Regions from separate parts of the Mus musculus genome. Here regions 1, 2, 3, 4, 5 and 7 are each linked to region 6. Evidence: chromatin contacts called from public Hi-C and HiChIP or PLAC-seq data. All regions are on one chromosome and are shown on one strand. Each heading gives the region's core, a stretch centred on a gene start, on an enhancer-like site or on the middle of the called end of the contact. The rest is flanking DNA. Distances are from core to core; before and after follow the strand shown.

What was found. Hi-C and Micro-C count contacts between places; a contact is called where the count stands out from the background. HiChIP or PLAC-seq counts read pairs in DNA pulled down with a chosen protein or histone mark.
Region 1: an H3K4me3 HiChIP or PLAC-seq map of embryonic limb bud shows a contact between it and region 6, with 3 times the contacts expected there. The contact joins the enhancer-like site here to the promoter of Tshz3 in region 6. A contact is called at or near these places in 3 of 39 promoter capture datasets (the 3T3-L1 cell line, embryonic stem cells and pre-B cells) and 10 of 115 datasets of contacts at active chromatin or transcription factors (SST interneurons, craniofacial prominence, embryonic basal ganglia and 5 more).
Region 2: a Hi-C map of cortical neurons shows a contact between it and region 6, with 2.1 times the contacts expected there. The contact joins the enhancer-like site here to the promoter of Tshz3 in region 6. A contact is called at or near these places in 2 of 39 promoter capture datasets (hippocampal neurons and second pharyngeal arch cranial neural crest), 2 of 484 Hi-C or Micro-C datasets (both in cortical neurons) and 7 of 115 datasets of contacts at active chromatin or transcription factors (craniofacial prominence, embryonic basal ganglia, embryonic forebrain and 4 more).
Region 3: a contact with region 6 is called in an H3K4me3 HiChIP or PLAC-seq map of embryonic limb bud, with 3 times the contacts expected there. The contact joins the enhancer-like site here to the promoter of Tshz3 in region 6. A contact is called at or near these places in 2 of 39 promoter capture datasets (frontonasal cranial neural crest and hippocampal neurons), 6 of 484 Hi-C or Micro-C datasets (adipose-derived mesenchymal stem cells, cerebral cortex, cortical neurons and 2 more) and 7 of 115 datasets of contacts at active chromatin or transcription factors (craniofacial prominence, embryonic forebrain, embryonic hindbrain and 4 more).
Region 4: a Hi-C map of Sertoli cells shows a contact between it and region 6, with 4 times the contacts expected there. The contact joins the enhancer-like site here to the promoter of Tshz3 in region 6. A contact is called at or near these places in 2 of 39 promoter capture datasets (the C10 cell line and hippocampal neurons), 4 of 484 Hi-C or Micro-C datasets (Sertoli cells, muscle stem cells, myocytes and 1 more) and 7 of 115 datasets of contacts at active chromatin or transcription factors (embryonic basal ganglia, embryonic forebrain, embryonic hindbrain and 4 more).
Region 5: an H3K27ac HiChIP or PLAC-seq map of SST interneurons shows a contact between it and region 6, with 2.8 times the contacts expected there. The contact joins the enhancer-like site here to the promoter of Tshz3 in region 6. A contact is called at or near these places in 7 of 39 promoter capture datasets (the C10 cell line, embryonic stem cells, frontonasal cranial neural crest and 4 more) and 9 of 115 datasets of contacts at active chromatin or transcription factors (SST interneurons, craniofacial prominence, embryonic basal ganglia and 6 more).
Region 7: a Hi-C map of muscle stem cells shows a contact between it and region 6, with 2.7 times the contacts expected there. The contact joins the enhancer-like site here to the promoter of Tshz3 in region 6. A contact is called at or near these places in 5 of 484 Hi-C or Micro-C datasets (muscle stem cells, myocytes, nephron progenitors and 1 more) and 8 of 115 datasets of contacts at active chromatin or transcription factors (craniofacial prominence, embryonic forebrain, embryonic hindbrain and 5 more).

What each region holds. Positions count from the first base shown.
Region 1 is chr7:37,178,632-37,181,370 of GRCm38.p6, forward strand. No RefSeq gene overlaps it. Among named protein-coding and RNA genes, the nearest start is that of Gm38994, 6.6 kb to the left of the region's middle. Within about 2 kb of position 1,435, at least 14 of the 459 cell types and tissues checked have an H3K27ac peak or open chromatin away from gene starts, as enhancers often do. A contact at or near this core is called in embryonic limb bud, where this site is marked.
Region 2 is chr7:37,094,761-37,097,631 of GRCm38.p6, forward strand. All of the region lies in intron 1 of Gm36830 (a long non-coding RNA gene), which reads left to right. Among named protein-coding and RNA genes, the nearest start is that of Gm36830, 3.4 kb to the left of the region's middle. Within about 2 kb of position 1,266, at least 3 of the 459 cell types and tissues checked have an H3K27ac peak or open chromatin away from gene starts, as enhancers often do. A contact at or near this core is called in cortical neurons, where this site is marked.
Region 3 is chr7:36,349,600-36,352,299 of GRCm38.p6, forward strand. No RefSeq gene overlaps it. Among named protein-coding and RNA genes, the nearest start is that of Gm46016, 180 kb to the left of the region's middle. Within about 2 kb of position 1,337, at least 10 of the 459 cell types and tissues checked have an H3K27ac peak or open chromatin away from gene starts, as enhancers often do. A contact at or near this core is called in adipose-derived mesenchymal stem cells and embryonic limb bud, where this site is marked.
Region 4 is chr7:36,243,405-36,246,203 of GRCm38.p6, forward strand. No RefSeq gene overlaps it. Among named protein-coding and RNA genes, the nearest start is that of Gm46016, 74 kb to the left of the region's middle. Within about 2 kb of position 1,342, at least 6 of the 459 cell types and tissues checked have an H3K27ac peak or open chromatin away from gene starts, as enhancers often do. A contact at or near this core is called in Sertoli cells, where this site is marked.
Region 5 is chr7:37,145,589-37,148,288 of GRCm38.p6, forward strand. All of the region lies in intron 2 of Gm28075 (a long non-coding RNA gene), which reads left to right. Among named protein-coding and RNA genes, the nearest start is that of Gm28075, 6.5 kb to the left of the region's middle. Within about 2 kb of position 1,278, at least 3 of the 459 cell types and tissues checked have an H3K27ac peak or open chromatin away from gene starts, as enhancers often do. A contact at or near this core is called in SST interneurons, where this site is marked.
Region 6 is chr7:36,696,731-36,699,430 of GRCm38.p6, forward strand. Tshz3 (teashirt zinc finger family member 3) reads left to right here and starts at 1,388. Exons shown (of 2, transcript NM_172298.3): 1 at 1,388-1,559. The coding sequence starts at 1,520. Gm36722 (zinc finger X-linked protein ZXDB-like) reads right to left here and starts at 1,492. Exons shown (of 3, transcript XM_030243157.1): 1 at 1-1,492. The coding sequence starts at 1,380. The coding sequence ends at 133.
Region 7 is chr7:36,309,708-36,312,436 of GRCm38.p6, forward strand. No RefSeq gene overlaps it. Among named protein-coding and RNA genes, the nearest start is that of Gm46016, 140 kb to the left of the region's middle. Within about 2 kb of position 1,259, at least 17 of the 459 cell types and tissues checked have an H3K27ac peak or open chromatin away from gene starts, as enhancers often do. A contact at or near this core is called in muscle stem cells and uterus, where this site is marked.

The sequences.
Region 1 (2,739 bases), core at 185-2,684, 480 kb after region 6:
TTTCCTTTGTAAGCTCATTGCTGTACAGATAAGTCACAAGCTGCCTCGCTTTGAGCACCTTTAGAATCTTTCTAAGCTGCTACATGGTTGTCCCCAGCCCCAGGGACTTGAGGACTAATTACCACGTTGACACAGTTATTGTCTTCTCCATCATCAGCTTGCATGAACGTGTGCACCATGGTGTCAAAATTGACGTACATGTCAATCATTTGGCCTCCTGAAACAGTCAATTAAAATACACACGAGGAGATTTTTTCTCAAATTTGTCATAACAAGATTTTGCATTTGCGTATTTTTTAACTAAAGATAAGGATCCTGTATACATCCTCTAATTTGTTATCGAGTATTTATTATGGGAAGAGAGTCTTTTTATTCCTAATCACAACTCATTAAAATCGAATATTATTCTCGACAATCTACCGCTGAAGACTCATCACCGTTAGCAGGAAGGAATAAAAAGCGTTTTTCAAATGAAACTTCATTTGAAGCATTTCTCTCTGGAAACAGTCCAATGTGTGTGCAGGGGAAAGAGTATAACACGTGTAATCAAATGCCTTAGTGAAGAAAATTTACTACAAGAAAAGAAGAAAGAAAGAAGGAAAGAAAGAAAGAGAGAGTGAGAAAGAGAGAGAGAGAGAGAAAGAGAAAGAAAGAAAGAAAGAAAGAAAGAAAGAAAGAAAGAAAGAAAGAAAGAGAGAGAGAAAGAAAGACAATGAGAGAGATAAAGAAGAAAAAAGGAAGGAAGGAAATGGATTGAGGCAGGGAGGGAGGGAGAGACAGAGAGAGAGGGGGAGGGAGGAAGGAAGGAAGGAAGGAAGGAAGGAAGGAAGGAAGGAAGGAAGGAAATGGTTGGAGGCAGCGGAGGAAGGGACAGAGAGAAAGAGAGGAAGGAAGAGAAGAGAAGAGAAGAGAAGAGAAGAGAAGAGAAGAGAAGAGAAGAGAAGAGAAGAGAAGAAGAGGAGAGGAGAAGAGAAGAAGAGAGGAGAAGAGAAGAGAAGAGAAGAGAAGAGAAGAGAGAGAGAGAGAGAGAGAGAGAGAGAGAGAGAGAGAGAAAGAAAGAAAGAAAGAAAGAAAGAAAGAAAGAAAGAAAGAAAGAAAGAAAGAAAGAAAGAAAGAAAGAAAGAAAGAAAGATGGAGGAATCTAAAATCCTTTGCAAAATCTGAAGCAGGAACCTATGACCAAATCTGAGGGCTATTTCAAGGGTACCCTAAAGAAGAAAGAGGGGAGTAGGCTAAGCATTTGCCTTCCCTGCTTCTGAGTTTTAGCCCTGAGCCCCTTTCATCCCCAGCCCTGCACTGAAGCTACTGGGTACCTTGTTAGCTATGTGAAGCTGTTTGTTCCCTGTACCCCTCACGTTCCAGCCAGAGCCGACATTCAGATCATCGTTACACGCACAAAGAGGCCACATTTGTAATTCTCATGAATGTCACCCCATCCACAGCAGGCAGGCCGTCGGAATAGGGTTATGAATACTCCGTTTGCTGACTGGGATGATTCTGGCATTAGCGATGTGGCGTTTCCCACATGTTTAGCCTGAAAGAAGACATTTGTTTGGACTGTATGCTTCTGTGTACTTTTTTATTTAAATGCAATAAAATTGACAGATGACTCCTTTTTTGCAACAGGTTTGGAGGAAGAAAATATCGTGATTTTGTCTGCCCCCCCCCTTTTCCCCTTTCTTCCTTGATGGCTGTTTAGACAGCGGTCTTAAAAAATCACTAGTCACTAAAATCCCTCATGCCCGTTTCATATTGTGTTGATTCATATTAAATTCATGACAACAAAAAAGCAACTTGAGGCACTTTTAGAAATGACCGCTCTTTAGTGTGCCTCTCCTTCCTCCGGGCTCGGTGGGCCCAGCGCCCATAAAGCTGCCTGCTGTCTTGTGTCATGAAAAGAAACAGCTTTGCCTGGGAATGCCATTACTGTGTAATGAGGCGTGCGGCAAAATATACCTTCAGCAGCCACTTGATGAAGGCTTGCTGACACACCAGCCCAGACAGAAATGTTTTTTTGTATGTTCTTCCTTATTTTGTCCATCAATCACATCATTAGTCAAAGCAGACAAGCCTGTCAGCCGGGGCCCAGATGCGGAGTGGCAGGCGATCAGCGGACAGGTGTTCTAGCCCCCACCCCCATTCCCTCCCGAAACGCGCACACCCAAAAAGAAATCCTGAAATGAGAAAGGAGCCAAGACCTTGTTTCAAGGGCTGAGACGTCAACAAGAAAGAAAAGGCACGAAGGGCAGAAGTTCAGAAGCCCACTTTGAGCGACCTGAGCAGCAGGGATTCATGGGATTGTTCCACTGAGCGAGAATCGGGACTCAGTTCTGAAGACATTGAAGAAATCAGGGAGGAAACTAAGGGAACACACACACACACACACACACACACACACACACACACTCACAGGAGAAAGAACTAATAAACAAATGGATAAGTAAATAAATGAAGCCCTGTTCATTTCTGGTGGTCAGTGAGGTATTCAAACACAACATTCAAAGACAATAAATAAGAGCAACTTCCTGGGTGACCCTCTTTGGTATCGCAAATGCATAAAATTAAATTGGATAGTTCAGATGCCTGGGGCCACCCAAGCCTATCTGAGCTATCTACCTGACACTGGCTGGGAAATTGAGGGCTCCAAATGGCTAGCTTCTGTAGCAGCGTGGCCCATTTCTAGAGAGCTACAGCATCCTCCGGATATAAGCCACCCCTCCTTTCCTAGGGATCTCAAGT
Region 2 (2,871 bases), core at 16-2,515, 400 kb after region 6:
GGCGTCAGGAATCCACGCAGAGCCGGGCAAACCCAGCTGTATTTTGGATTTTTTGCCTGCTTAAAAAATATTTTTCATTGTTTTGAGTTTGATGGGAATGTGTTTTCCCATTAATTTTTAAACCAAAATTGGATCCATATGTTTTCTGATTCATGTCTGTTTAACTCATCTCAATGCTGGAACAGAGCATTTGATGTCCAAGATGCCTCTTTCTGCACTCCATTCCCTAGAGTGTAGGGAAGAGGCAGAGAGCTGAGGATTCCCTGGTCACTGAATTGGGGGCCGGAAACACACACAGACACTTGGCCAACCTTCTTGAATTCCTTGGAAGCAACTCTGTTTTCAAGGGCAAAGGTCTTAGGTAGCTGTGTTTGGTTTCAGAAAGCTCCTTTGAACACCTACCCAAAGCACCCCTTAGAAGTCAAAGGTCAAGCATGGAGGCTGGGGCTTGGCAGGTAGCAAGCCTTTGTGTTTTCAGTTAGCTGGGATGGACCCAACAAGAGGTCTACTTTCTAGCAAAGCTGAGCTGTGCCCAACGGCCAGGCAGCTCCTTCATTTCTCAAAGGCAAGTGTGCTATCTCAAGATCATAGACATGGAGCCATGGTCTGCTTGAAGCTGTCCCATGCCAGGGACATATTGACCTGGCAACTGAGAGCCACCACACTACCTCATAACCAGTGTGATGGTACAGGAGCCATAAGCCCCTTCATTCCCTTTAGGAATTCTTACTATAGCCCGCAGGTAGGAAGAGGGCTTGAAACACCACTTTAGACTGCAGATGCCCGTCTCTCCTCTTTTGTATCTGTGGTGGTTTTGTGTTGATTCGTAATCTCCTGAGAACCTGAACTTCTTGACTGGTAGAGTTTGGAGAACAATATTTCACTTGGTATTGTTAGAAGGATTGATTTTTGCTAAACACATTTCGTAAGCTGCAGAATGCTAGGAGCCATTTTGTAATAACTTCTGGTCCCTTAACTTGCTCCGGAGGATTTGCCCCTAGAGAAATGAACTAGTGCTCTCTCCTACCTTCCTTACCAAGCCCTACAAACACTCTCTCTTGCGCGCTTGTGCACACACACGGGCACACAGAAACACAGACACACAGACACACGCATACTCCCACGACAAGAAGCCAGAATGATTTTCCCAGCATCCCGATGTGGTAGCAAGATTCCCAAGCCTGATGAATTGATTCCAGGATTCCCCTCTGCACCCTCTCCTCTCTCCTTGGGCGTCAGCCTCTCCAGTTGGTTGTTTGAATTTGGTATCTGGCCAAGCCGAGATGTCTAATTCTCAAGACTGTCGGCAAGTTCCCCACTGCTGTGATGCTCGAGTGCCTTGTTGATACTCCCTCGGAGCCTCTAGCGTGGTAGGGCTTGGTTTCAAGGGGGCAGAGGACCTCGTGCCTTTGCAGGACCTGTGCAGGTTTCCAACTGCCAGCAGCCAGGAAACCAGATCTCTAATTCAAGGTGTGGAAAGAATCCCTGAGCAGAAGCGATCCAGTCTCGCATATGGTTGGTCTCTCTCTCTCTCTCTCTCCCTCTTTCTCTTTCTCTCTCTGCTTCTGCCAGGAAGACGTGTAGGACCAATTTATGCACAAATTGGTCACATTTTCACACATAGCTCCAATTATCTAAAAGGGGTTTAACATTATATTTATATTGATAAGCTTAACAATGTTGAACTGCGACTCTCGGCTGATCTGTTACAATTCACATCCAAAGAGACCAGAAGGAATAATTGGCCATTCTCCAGCATCAAGAAAGAGAGGCAGCCTTGAGAAAGATGAAAACTGCTGCACAAGGTCTCCGGTTGGCTGAAATTACCCCATAAATTCCAAGTGAAGGATGGCCAAGAGTATCCAACTATTATGGACTCCCATCTGAGACAGAGGAGAGCTCCCAGGTTAGAGAGCGTGAAGACAACCCACCCTCCTCAGAGCCCACAGTGGGAGGAAAATACATCTCACCAGAGATGGACACAGTAGCCAGGGAGGTTTGTGATGAGGCAATCATTTTGAGCAAAACAATGGAGTTCTAGGATGGGCATTTAGCAAATAATCTCTAAAATATGCATACGCCAGGGACCCCAGGAACCTTAAATACTGACAGTAGGGTTAGCTGCAGTCAGCCACTTGCTTAGTCCCTGTAATCTGAGGGAGTGTGCATCTTCAGCTGGTCATTGGCTTAAAGAGCAGCATACAGACAAAATATAAGACATTCAAGGGACCCTGATACGCCCTCGGGCTGGCTGAATAACTCTCCTGAAGCACATTGGAAAAGAGCCGGCAAGTTTGGGTGATATAAACAGACATTACTGACTGATGTGATTAATTACAAGCCTAATTCAGTTAATTGCATATAATTTGCTCTCTCTCACACACACACCCCAAACACACACAATGCACACTGCATTGTTTGTCCCATAGAGGGTAACTTAGGGACAGGGCACACATGGGTCTGGAAAGTGCTTTTCCACAATAGCATTGGAAAGTCCCACAAAGAGCAGTCAAGGATCAGTCAGGGGAGTGGATTGCCGGCTAGCAGCTTCATCAATACAGGACCAGCACTGGAGTCCTGCAGGTATTAGGGCTTTGAGGGGAAAGGTTGCCAGCATGTGCCTAAGATTCCCCACCGCCAAAGAAGCCACTCCTACAGACTCAAGAATAAGAAGACAGACAGCCTGCCGAACTGTCTCTATATAGTAATTCTATCCTGCCATAACGAGGACCAAAGTTCTGTTACACCTGGCCACATGGTAGAGCTGGCCATCATTATGCTTCAGTGAAATAAACTAGATACAGAAAGCTAAACTCTGTGTGGCTTCTCTCAGATAATGGCATTTAGCACACTGATCTCAGGGGTTGGGAG
Region 3 (2,700 bases), core at 87-2,586, 350 kb before region 6:
GTCCCCAATGTAGGAGCTAGAGAAAGTACCCAAGAGCTGAACAGGTCTGAAACCCTATAGGTGGAACAACAATATGAACTAATCAGTACCCCGCAGAGCTCCTGTCTCTAGCTGCATATGTAGCAGAAGATGGGTGCACATATTTTGACTTGTATCTGAGCTTCTGTGTCTAGTTTCAAGGAGTCAAGTGTGTGTCCCTTATAATAGAGGCCTTGGCTCTCACACAGCTACCAATGTGTGCTCACTGGCTGGTATCATCTGTCCCTAGCTCCTAGGCAGGTTTGGAGGATGCCTAGTCCTGGACCAGAAGCTAATTCCGTTAAACACAATAAGTCTCGTTGATCTCCCAACCTCTGCTAGACTGTCCATGCCTTCTCTGAGATGGGATGCTCCGAGCTCCACGGCCAAAGTGAGAAAGAGTAGGCACCTGTGTCGACAGGGCAGTCACAGGTGTCTAGTCTCACTGTCACACTCAGCTTGTCCAAGGATGTGACAGGGGTTGGGTGGTCCAGCAGAGGAAGCACAGTGGTGGGACAGAGATCATGAGGTGCATTCTTGCCTACTTTGGAGATGGTCCTGTCACTGTAGAAGCTGTAGCATCTTTAGTACATCCCTGAGATGTTCTGACACTTGTGGTACTCCTTAGTGAGAGTTATAATAGCACTAGAATTTCTCTTGGGTTTTGTAAAGAATAATCAATAGAAAACAGGTGAAGGCCAAGGAACAAGTACTGATACTGTTTGTTGCTGGTGTCTGTAAACAGGGACGTCTGGGTTAAAAAAAAAAAGGCCTCTGAGAACAGGGGCAATTAGGTACCACCTGAGCATCCATCCTTTATGGTACGGATACAGTCCCCATCTCAACATCCTGCTGAAGCAGATGTAGTCGGTATTCCGAGCCCCTTGTTGGGCAAGATAAAGCTGAGGTTAGGGGTCTTGTTTCTGATCTCTCTGCTGGTGTAACAGTAGGACATCAGACTCCTGGTCTAGGCATTTAAAGCAATGTGGCTTTCAGACACAGTGTCTGGAAGAATTAAGAGCAGCATGAGACTGCCTGTCTGCCCTGGACATGCATGTTACCCAGTAATGTTAACAGTCTGCCCTGGCGGCTTCTCCTGCCTACCCACATGCTGAAGGAGGTGACTTGCTCCAGAGGGCTGTAGTCTGCAGCAGAGATGGTGACAGGATTTGTTAGGGGTGCCCTCCATGTTACAAACAACTCTGGGGTTTCACGGATAATTAAACAAGTCCAGAAAACAGCCTGTGGCTTCTGGGGGCTTAAAGGAATTGGGGCATATGGACTCAATTTCCTGTGTGGCATGGGTGTGTTTAAGCATAAAGGAAGACGGTGCTTGGGACTTAGAGCGTGTGAGTTCTGCAGGTCCCAGATTCATAGCTGTGGTCTCCCTCTGTCAGGGCCTTCAGTAGATTTTTAACAGCCATGAGGATCCTCATCCAGCGTAATGTCTCCATCTGACTCACTCAGAGCAACATTCTGTTTACAAGCTAGATTGCAGAGTGAGTCTCACTGGGACCTTCCCTCTGATTCATTAAAATGAAGCCATTTGGGATGGCTCTTGGTGACTCTTTCTAACCCTGTGGGAGCGACAGGAATTAGAGATGCTCAGATATTTCAACTGAGTTCAGGACAGAGGTTAGGGTACAGGGGAGAGAGAGAAAGGCAGGAAGTGGTATGGCCCAGTTCCAGGTCAGAGAAACTCCTTCCCATTAGTTAAAGAGAGATGGGACAAAGCAGGGGAATCAAGAAGGTGTGCTGTCTAGGCAGGCACGTGGTTCTTAGTGAAGCTCTAGAAGAGAAAAAGCCCTTTCCTAAATCCAGTTAGGTTTCTATATTCTGCCAGGCAGAGAATGTGCCCCTTTGTAGAAGACACTGAAAGACAGAGAGGTCTTCAGGATGGGCTTTTGGTAGACAGGATGAGAAGGCCACCAGACAACTGGGGAAGAATTCAGGTGCCGCTGTTGGGGTCAGAATGAGCAGCCCACCCATGGGACAATCCAGAGCAGCCACTTTCGGTCTGATCACCACGCTTGCCCTGGGGAAAACTCAGTCGTCAAAGGTTGAGAGGAGCTACCCAGACTCACGGTCCCTCTAGGTCAGAGTGGGGAAGCATGGCTGGAATGCTGTGCTCATTGAGTGTCTGGGAGGAGTGAGAAATTGGAGCTACGTCAGGAGGGAGGTAAGGATGGGGCTGACCTTGGTCTTTGTTGATGAGGAAAGGAAGTACCCTCACGTGACAGGAGAGATTTGTTTGCTTGGGAACTCATTTTCAACAGCCTCAGGTAGAAAGAATTAAACCATCTGTTTGCTCTGAATGAGCCCAAATCCCCTCCCTAAGGTACAAATGGTGGTTTTACGAAATTCCTGCTCCTGAGAAAACCCATTCAGGTAGCATTTGTTTCTCTGGCTGTAAGCAGGGAGGAAACTTGTGATATCTGAAGAGAAGAAATCACTTTAAGTAAGTTTCAGATGTCTGGAATGGCAGTTGGAAAATGTGAGGAGGACGGTCAGTGCCTGGGGTGGTCAATTATATTTTGGGGTTCCAATGGGGGGGTAGTTTCCAGCTGGCAAATATCTTTTCCCACAATCACCCCAACATTGCACCTTCCTCAGACAGAATCCCACAAGACTGCTCTTTCTACCTCGTGTGACTGCCATTCTCTTGGATGATCTTTTGAGTGC
Region 4 (2,799 bases), core at 92-2,591, 450 kb before region 6:
AGTGACACACCTACTCCAACAAGGCCACACCTCCAAATAGTGCCACTCCCTGGGTCAAGCGTATTCAAGCCGCCACAGCAGGCTTTAATGCCTTGAGAAGCTGTAGTCCCTTTAGGAAGTGAGGACTGCCAGGAGGAAGTGATGTGGAGTGAGACTGGAGTGTTGCTAGCTCAGCCCCCTAGCTCTTTACTTCTTGATCCTCTGAAATGAGAGGAGCCACGATACAAGGTCTTGCTGCCAGCTCCTATTGCCCTGGACTAAGCCAGTCCCTGCCATCCTCAAGATGATGAATGAGCCAAAATAAATCCTTCCTATACATGCCCTTTGTCACATGGCAAGAGAAGGCATAACACACTTGTGAATTGTCACAAATTGCCCTCCTTCCCATGAGGCTGACACATGCCTAGATCTGGATGATTCCCAGTCACAGCGTACTGGAGAGTCTGATGTGGGTAAAAGAAAGATCTCACAGACACACTGTGTGGAGGGTGGCCCTCACCTCCTCAGTGTGGGTATAGGACATACCCAACTGTCAGAGTTTGGATATGGCATGAGACCTATGATTCATGTGTTGAAGCCTGGCCCCTGCTTCTGGTACTACTGGGTGGGTGACAGAAAACTTAGGTAGTAGATAGGACCTGGTTGACAGGAGTGGACGAATTGGCTCTCTCTCTCTCTCTCTCTCTCTCTCTCTCCCCCCCTCTCTCTCTGTAAATGTGTGTGTGTGTCTCTTCCCTCCCTCAAAGACGTAAGTAGTTCTAATTTCTTGCACCCTTCTACCATGATGCTCTGCTTCACCGCAGACCCAAAACCAACAGAGCCAAGTGACCAGGACAGAATTTATGAAACTATGAGGCCAAACCTTTACTTCCTGAAGCTGGCTTTCTCTGGTGCTTTTCCATAGTGAAAGCTATCTTAAGGCACCATCTAAGGGACAGGTCTGGGTAGACTCCATGGGCCATGTCAGGCACCACCTTTATTCCTATCCTATTTAACGCCCCCCCCCCCAATATAGACGAAGATGATTTTGTGTAGCTAGCTGGTCACTGGGCTTCTGAGTGTGTGTGGGAATTTTTGCTCTTTTCTAAGTCATGGTACCTTACTGCAGGGGCCTATCCAGGTCATCTCACAGGCGTGATGATTGCAGACCCCTTTAGAAGGGATCTGACTGTGTCACCTCTCACAGGCACGATAGAAAGCAAGCACTGTTGAGTGTGTTGTTGATTAAACAAAGCAAAGCCGAAGGCAGCAGATGGCTCTGAGTGGATGGGAGTAGGTATGTTACCAGCACACTAAGAAGCCATTTATCAAAGTTTTATCTGATGCAATGCTTTGGACAGTCACTGCTCACAAATGGCATTGAGCTGAGCCTTGTCTGAATGTGTGGGAGCTGCTTGGATGCCCTACAGAGTATCACCCTGTAGGAATGTGGCCTTGAATAACAGGCTTAGAAGAACACTCAGAGGAGGGGGGTACATGGGATTTTGCCCCAAGAAACAGGATCCCATAGTGGTTTAGGAATGGGGAGGCCTTCTGTGTGAGGACTTGAGAGGCATTTTACTTAGAGTAGTGGGCTTGAAATTTCTGATTAGATATAACAAAAGGCAGTCAGACACTCCAAGAACTATAAAGGGCTCACTCATCATCTGGTGAAATAAAGGTTCCCAGAGAAGAGGTAAATGGACTTTCAGAAGTCCACCCTCTCTTTTCTGAATGGAGGACAAGATAATGCCTCCAGCACCCTTAAAGGGAAATAACTAGATTTCTATGACTGAATGTGCTCTCTTGACCTATTTCATCCTCTTTAGACAGATTTCCCAGGTTTAACTACATAAAAGTGAAAACAAAAGAACTTCCTTAGGGAAAATATTTGGGGCCATCCCAGAGGCAAACTGCAGGCACTACACTGGTAATCTACAGTGTATTGTTATAGACAGCCTTTTGTGTACGATAGGGCATGGGGATCTCTCTGAAGCCCTACTGAAAAGAAAGGCAAGAGAATATTTAGTGACAGAGGGAGGCTCAGCTGCAGAACAGAGCATTTACCTAGCATTCACAAGTACCTGTTGTCCAAGTCAAGTACTATAAAATAACAATAAACAAGAGGTAGGGGAAATAATGGATGAATTACTAATGTCTTCAAAATATCAAGGAAATGAAGAAGAAAGGATGAGAGAGAGAGAGAGAGAGAGAGAGAGAGAGAGAGAGAGAGAGAGAGAGAAGAGGAAGGGAAAGAGAGGGAAAGGAAGAAAGAATGCAGGGAGGAAAGAAGAAAGATGAAGAAAGAAAAATAAGGAAGGAAGGGAAGACAGGGGAAAGAATGGAGATGGGGAGAAGGAAAGAGGGTGGGAAGGAAAGGAAGGAAGGGAAGAAATAAAGGAGGGTAAATTAGACCACTGTAATTTGGGAAGGTAACAAGAAGGTGAATGAATAGTAAACGTTTTGAAGAAGTATAAAGTAACAAGTGTCTGCATTAGATCATGAACTAGCTACTAGCCAAGGCTGCTTAAGAAGTTGTTATTGACAGTTTCTCAGTTGGAGGATACATATGGTAGGTTGCTTGGAAGATAGTGAAAAGACAAAACAGGAAATGGGAGAAAAAAGGATAAAAGAAAATGAAGGAATTGATACAGAAAAACCAAGATTGGGATAAGAGGGGATCTAGGGAGAGTTGACAGAAAGTAGAGAGGAGGAGATCTCCAAAGAAGCAATACCCTTGAGCACTGTAGGATAGGACTTGAAAGCCCAGCTCAAAGGATGAGAGTAGGTCCACTGCTGTGAATCTATTTGTAATGGAGA
Region 5 (2,700 bases), core at 28-2,527, 450 kb after region 6:
GACCTTCCTCTCACTTCCAAACATTTGACGCAGCTTTGTCTTCTGCAGGAGAGATCAAGTCGAAAGGCCACCCAATGCCATTCTTCAACATTTCTTCCAACAGGGTTAGCCCAAGAGATATAGAGAGTGTGGCCATGACCCCTCCTTTTTTTTTTTTTCTGACCAGATCCTACAACAGAGACACCTAGTCTGTGAAGGAGACCTTTCTGATCCCCCAAGCCTAGTGGATAATGGGAAGGGGATGAAATTTTGGGTAGAAATCATAGAGACACTCTCAGTCATGGTAGACTTTTAAATTGACTCATATCTTGAAAGCGATGTTATTTTATATCCACTCTGAAAGGGTAATATCAAACTCATGAAACATTTACTAACTTGGCTGCATAAACAGCAAAGCACCTCTCTCCCATTAAATATTTTTTTTGCAAAAGATATTTTAGTAAAATACTGCAGCTTGCAATTTAATTACAATGAGTAATTAAAACTTAGAGCATAATCATTTTTGGCAAAAAGTCAGTTTTTGTTAAAATTTTAAGATAGAAAAAAGATGCATATTACGACCATAATACTGTTAGTAATTAAGATAAATGCATCAATTATTAAAGATGCAAACATGTCAAGCAAGCATAACTAATTATTTGAGCATGTTAACAGTTGTTTAATGTTAACAAGCAGTGAATTATTAAAGACCCCATGTGTCACATTCTGGACTGCATAAAATAGAATGTTCTGGAACGCTTTATGATTTTCAGGTTTTTCCTTAGATCTTCTCTGTCGGGTTAGCTATAAAGCTAAGATAACTTGCCTTTAAAATGGATTTCTAAAATAATTAGCTGTAATCAGGCTAGGAGAGACCACGTCTCTGAGTTTGTTCGGCAGAGGGGGGAAAAAAAGCAGCAGTGGGTCCCGTTGAGAAACTGCAGAGCAAGCAGCATGTCTGCAGGAAAGATTTATGTAATTTGGGGGGAAATGTTTGCCACTGAAGGTCCAGCAGAGGGGCAGAAACCGGAAAATGTAGTGTTGGCTTGGTTCAAAATAATAGTAATAATAATTTAAAAATCCAGGGATAAAGCAGAGATTCAGCGGCTCGCCCCGCATTTCCCAGCTGTATGTTTCTTCTTTTTTCTATTTAGAGGCACACCTTGAAAACAGCCCTTCACGCAATCATATAATCAAGATGCCAATTAAGACACTTGTATAAATCACATGCAAAGCAATGCTTGGATTATTTTTGACTGTCAAACCGCAAATCAACGCCGGCAACATTCTCACTGGGATTCAACCAGCCGGGCTTTTCCTTTCCCTAGACACAGAGCAGAAGCCCTTGGGGCTGCCGGGGGCGGGGTACATCTGCTCAGGGGCCTAGGAATCAGTGAGAAGAGAGTGTTGGGGTCCTAGAGTCCCATCGGCTCTGCTCCCTTGGGCCCTCAGCCTCCAACCTTGACCCTACAAACAGGACAAAGGAATCTGTGAGTTCGTGAATCCTCAATGGGGCTTTGGGAAATCTGGGTCCGTGGAGGAAGGTAAGAAGAGCATTAACATAATGGAGATTAACCTCCAGGTACTCTTGTCTGGCACCCCTAGAAATAACTGGAACATGAAAGGGTCCACAAGGAAGGAACCTCTCAGCCCACTGGAGAGACTCCGCCCCCAGAGAGGCATCCATCCTCTCTGTGTATGCAGAGGCTGCTGCTGTTTCACAGGCAGAGGAGTGTTTATCCATAGGCGTGGTCATCCTCACTTCTGGATGTTTAGCCCTCTGACCTGAGCTGGGAAGCTAATAATGATGAGTCCAATACATGGTCTGCTCTCGGGAGCTAGCAATGGTCCAGAAGGAAGGGCTCTCAGTAAAAAAATACCCACACCCAGGAAATGAGTTGGGCCAGTTAGTTGTCCCTTTTCCTAAGTAAGACAAAGATCTTACATCTGATTACAAAGATCTTTCATCTGATCATCTATCCAGCCTACTTTCCAACTTTCACAGTGTAGAGGTGAAGCCAGGCGCAGCCCAAGGACAGGAAGTAGAGGCAAACTGGAAGAATCTCCAGGAAGACCACGACCACATTGAGATTGCCACAGCCTGGTGGAAGCTGAGAGCCCAACTAGAAGCCAGTTATAATCCCAGTCGAAGTAAAGATTTGAGATTCCAGGGAAGAGTGTCCAGGGGTAGGGCACATCAGAAAAAGCTTGCAGAAATTGATATTCCAGCTGCCTTGCCCTTTTTCCTTCTCCCACAGCAGGTACAGGCATTCCTAGTCAGCTCTCTGGAGTCAGCATCCACACATAGTCAGCCTTTTATCCCTGTCACAAAGCAGGATGGAACCTATTTTCTGGGAGACCCTCCTTTTCTCCTTCAGATTTCTGTTGCTGTCATGTTCACTGGCAGGTGCATGCCACATACACACTCAACCTATCCATTGCCTACAAAACCAGGCGGAACCGGACTCTAAAGATGCCTTAGAAGATCTCATCCCTATGCATTCAGGCATAAGACTGGAAGAAAAGACCACAGAGGAACTCTGTTCACTGGCTTACTTTCCTTGGCTTTCTCAAACTGCTATTTTATACAGCCTTGGTTTACCTCCCTAAGGAGTGGCACTGCCCGAAGTGGGTTGGTTCCTCCAACATCACTTATTAACCAAGAAAATGCACAGACATGCCCACGGGATAGTCTGATGGATGCAATTCCCCAGTTGAAGT
Region 6 (2,700 bases), core at 138-2,637:
CGCGCCCTCACCACCAGAGTAAGTGAGCCCACGTCGCCCTGTCGCCACCGCAGCCTTCCAGCCGCCTCCTTCCCGGGGCACATCGGCCGAGTCTGCCCGGAGCCTCTGCGACCCCAATCACTCAATCAATAATCAATCCCCTTCGTCCAGAACTGCCCCTAAGCTGGGAGCGGCTGGGGCAGTACCCTGTCCAGGGCGCACCCCGGCGGGGGATGGGCAGGGGAACCCGAGTTTCTTCTCCCTCCCCCGTTCCCGCCTTGGCAACCTCCGACGCAGTGGGTGGGGGGCGCGGCCAGTAGCCCAAGGGGGCGAGACGCGGGGTGCTGAGACGGTGATCGTCCCAAAGTCAGTAAAGGAAACTTGGAGGTGCCCCCTCCCATGCTTACCCCCGAAACAAGCCTGGGAAAGTTTGTGGCGGGGGTGGGGTGGGGGAACGGAAGGAGGTAGCCACTGTAGGTCCCAGGAGGGAAGACCCAGAGCCCACACCCATGTCAGCCCGCACATCTTCTCTCCAGGGCACCCCCGGGGCCCTGGCATCTTTGATAGGGGTACCATCCCAACTAGGGGAGCGCTCTGGGGCTGCACGCGGCGGGTGGAGAGGAGTGTGGGCCGGGAGGGGCAGCCGGGAGCAGCCCGGGGTTGAGACCGGGTGGGGAAGAGGGATGGGCGGGGGCTGTGGGCGCCCCGGGACGCGCTCCGCAGGGCGGACCCCGCGCCTTTGCGAGAGCGCTCGGGGCGGAGACGGAGGGCCAGCTCCGGGTGTCTGGACTTGGGCGGGGGGCCCTGGGCAGGCGTCCGGGCCAGGACCCAGGCTGGGGGCGCCTCCGCGGGCAGGCGAGTGACACGATCATCTCCTTTTCCTTTAAGCTTGCCTGTTGCCGACGCCGCCGCTCCAGCCGCGCCGTGGGCAGAAGACTGGACCGCTGAGCCCCGGGCCGCGGCGGCGGCGGCTGCGCCCCCCCTCCACCCCCCCCCCCCCCATGCCTTGACCTCCCTGCCTGGGGGCGGGAAGCGGGGCAGGACCGACCGGGGTCGCTCCTGGGCTCCTCCTCTCATCTCTCTGCCCGCCTTCTCCTCCTTCACTCCCCGCCCCCCAGCCCCGAACCCCGCGCACCTCGTCTGGGGACGGGGCGGGGGGGGGGCAGGGCGACCGCTCCTCCCCGCCCCCTCCTCCTCGGGCCTCTGGAGCGATTTGTCAAACTTCCCATTCCGCCGGCAGCGCGGTCCTCCTCCTCCTCCTCCTCCTCCTCTGCCTCCTCCTCCCCCTCGCGCTCCTCCTTCCCCGCGCCTCCCTTGCCCGCCCTCCTTCCCTCCGCACGTTCGGGGATCGCGGCGGAGCGCAGCGAGGGGGGGACGCGGAGAGCCGGGGCGCAGCAGCATCCTGCGGGCGGCCGCTCTCCGGGGGGGAGGCTGCGAGCAGGCCCGCCTCGCCCCCCCCCCGCCGCCCCTCCCTCCCTCGGCTCAGCCCGGCAGCGGCGGCGGCGGCGGCGGCGGCGGTGGCAGTCGCGGGAGAAGCATCATGCCGAGGAGGAAGCAGCAGGCGCCCCGGCGCGCAGCAGGTACGAGCGGCTTCCCCTTCCTCCTCCGGTCCTCCTCCTCTTCCTCTGCTCGCGCCGCGCCTCTGGGCCGCCGGCCCCCGCGTTGCTCGCCGCACTCCTCGCCTCTCTCTCATTTTCTGTCTGTCTCTGCGGGCGCTGAGTAACTCCGGGAGCCCGGCTGGCTCGGGGCTCTCCTGCCCGGGTGCGCGCGCCCCCCAGTTGCCCCGCTATGTTCTTCGCTCGACCGGCTCGCACACCCTCCTGGGGACCACCGAGCCGGCTTAGGTCCCCGCCTCTGCCGATCCGGCTGCAGCGGGGAAGGCGCTCTCCAACCCGTGCCTTTTGGTGGGGGGCGGGCGGGGTCACCTGAGTTCTCTGGGACATCTTCCGCGTTGTCCCGGGCAGTACCCGGTGACTACCGGGACCAGAGCGAGCAAGAGTGAGCTAGCGGATCCCTCTGGCCACCTTACTGCTAATTCGATTGATTCTTCATTTATTGGGCCCAAACCCGGTACAGCGGTGGAAACCAGAGCGCACTGGGTCTGGGTATTGTCAGATGACTGTCAGGTCAGTGTTGGATGCTGACATTTCCTCCATTCCTGAATGTCTTCTTACCCCCTCCCTCTCTTTCCGCTGCTGCTCCCTACCCTTTTCTAGCACTTAGTTCTGGGACATATCTGAGTACTCCCCCCTCCCTCTCTTTTTCTGCCAGGAACGTCAACTCCTGTTAGGACTGAGCTGATTTTTTTTTTTTTTTCCTTCTGGAAAAGAGATTCATTGAAAACAAAACAAAACCCACACACATAACATTATTTTGCAATAATGTCGGTTGGGGGCACGTTGGCTGGAAGAAGGGTTTCTGGCCGGTTGCCACCCTTGATTTGATGACTGATTGATCGCCCGTCATGCCTGTGCCTTTGATCTATTCATTCCCAATAAACATCAATAAATCACTTGCAATAGTGAGGCCAAGCTCCGTGACGTCAGGAGGGCCCTGTCAGTGCAACTTCAGGGATTTGGGGCGGCTTGCCGAGAGAGGACCACATATGGACGTGATGTATTTTGATATGAATAACACTCAGACGTGCAGAGGCTCAGACGCTGCCTGAAGGGGAAGGTTGCTTAGGAGTCCTTTTCTTTAATCTTCTTTCTTCTCACTTCT
Region 7 (2,729 bases), core at 9-2,508, 390 kb before region 6:
ACCCTTGGAGCGGAAGGGCTGGAGAGGTAGGCAGCAGGGTTCTACAGAATAGGACCATGACTAAAGGTTCTGTTTCCTCTTAAGCTAGTATTTAAGAGAGGCGATCAGCAGAGCTGGCGCCACGAGGCCAGCAGGGTGGATGTTAAACTGGACCCCAGTCCTCTAATGCACTGCGTGGGTGAAGAACCTCAGAGACAGAGTGCCCTGGGAAGGTCCCTGTGTCTCTCTTGTGGCTTCACTATGGAGGAAAGGCTGGCTGGGCATGTTCACATGACTGCTCACTGTGTCCAAAGTTACTCCAGGAACACAACTATCTTGGAAACATCCTGTCCAACTAAATGGTCAAAGCCAGGTCATGGGGTTGGAGAAGCATCAAGCTGAGGGAATGTGTAGTTGATCCTGTTTCTCTGATGCATATTTATGAATTACATATACATGCTTGGCAAAGGAGGAATTGTTGAAGTTGCATAATACATTCATACTTTACATATGTACTCATGGTCCATCCTCTATATTAGCATGTAAAAAGTCTTGTGCTGAGGGTTGATTATGCAAGGCCATACTGCCTCCTCTCTAAGGGATTGTTAGGAGCCATCCTGAGTCAGCAGCATCTTGGTCTGGCTCCTGACTTTGTGTGAGTCAATTCTAATGTTACTCTGATGAGGCCTGGCTTCAGCTGTGGGAACAGAGGAGCGGAACACAGGGAGGGGAGGACTCTGTCCCAGGGGATGGAGCCCAGGCTGATGCTGCAGGCCCTAGCCCAGCCTCCTCTTCATGAGCTCTCTCATTACTATCCTGTCTCTGCATTAGGCTCATTGAGGAGGGCTGCTCTGGCTCTCTCTTCTTGGAAGTCTTGGTTCATACAGCTCAGAGCAGTATCTCTTGTCTCTGCCCAGATGAACCTGTGTCAGCGGGAACATGTGGAGCTAACCCAGGCTTCCTACCCTTGGGGCATTGCACTTGCCCTGGTTTGTACCTGTTGTGCATTCTGCCAGGAATAACCACATCTGTCACAGCACATGTGTGTGTGTGTGTGTGTGTGTGTGTGTGTGTGTTGGCATGGCAAATGATGTTGACATGTTTGCTCATCCTCCTTCCCCATCAGGCTGGAGGCAGCGGCTGCCCACAGAACAATAGCCCCGCAGGAGGGACATTTCATACACACACGCTGTGGTCAGAGTTAGGTGGATATGGACTGTGGAAGAGAATATCTACTCAGTTGGCTGGAAGCTGAACTTGATAATCAACATCAAGAGGGAATTGGCTCTTTTAAGACAAATGCTTCCAGATGCCAGGATCACTGGGTACTTCTACCCAGATGGGTCTGGGTGGAAGCCAGCAAGTCCTAGCAGTTGATAAATCCAGAAAGGTTGTTAATCAGGAACTAGCTAGCCAAGGCAGATTCCTGGAAGGTCAAGTGTATGCAAGGGTGATTTGACAGTGTATCGAGGATGCCAGGACCCCCTGGAATTAGGGATTTGTCACCATCTCCCCTGTGATTGTGCAGCTCAGGGCACCGTGCTTTCAGTTGAAGCCAGTGGGAACCTATATGCAGATATGGTACAGCCATGTGGGGGTGGGAAAGCCTCTGACAGAATCAGACGTTCTGTGGAGATTGTAACGGACTGCCTGCTTCCTGGTCGCTGGGAAGCGTTTATGGCCAGACACTGTGTTGACATGTCAGCTTCCAGCTCCAGCTGGAAGCATTTGAGGTAAATGAAAAGCAGGGAAAGTAGGTGGAATTGAACCTCTGGGAACCTTGAAGGGGACTTTTTGCTTGGAGTGTGATTTGGGACCCTTGAATATTTTATGCATTTAGGCAGAGGATCACATGCTGTATGGTGCTCTTCCACATCCTAGCATCAGAAGGGAATGGGCCATAAACCAATGTCCCAGTTCTTCAGGCCAGCCATAATCAATCTCGTGTGCTTCAAATCCAGAACAGTTGCCTAGTTTGAAGTGGTGAGACTCAGCCATCATTTAAATGGCCATAGTATATCCCTGCAAGCATTCCCTGTTTTTTCCTTACTCATAAGAGTTCCTTACCCACACAACAGCCAATGTGAATGGCAAATATAAGAAAGAGGGACCAATACCCTTGCTTGTGCCTTTCCAGTGACTTCCCATGGACATCAGGCCCAAACTCAAGTTCCTTAGCATCATGTGTCCTCTGTGAAGATGCTTTGCCCTCTTCTCTGGCCTCATCTACTGGGCATTGCAGCAACAGTGGGATCCTGGCTCCTCACACTGGTCAATTTGCTTCCTGCTAAGGATATTTATACTCATCCTGATTTCTGTCTAGAATGTTCTTCTCAGCATTAAGCTACCTTTTAAGATTCAACCAATAGCTCAAAATACTACCTATTGGAAGAGATCATTCAAAAAAAGCATATCTTGTCGCTTTCCTTGTCTTTGCCTTAATTCGGAAAGGCTACAGATAATTTTCTTAAATTATTGAATTGCAGTTTTAACTTGTCATTTATGTGACATTTATTAGTCTACAGACTACTGCTGTGCACAGTTGTTCAGTGTCATAGTGCCAGAACATAGATTCTTATCCTAAGTTAGCTATCACTATCAATGGAAACTAGATCGATAGATGAACAGGTGGGTGGATGAACAGGTGAACATGTGAGTAGACAGATAAATGAATAGATAGAGGTGAAGATGGCTGGCTGACTAAGAAGAGAAATGTGTGGCTGGATGGGCAAATAGGTATGCATTTGGAT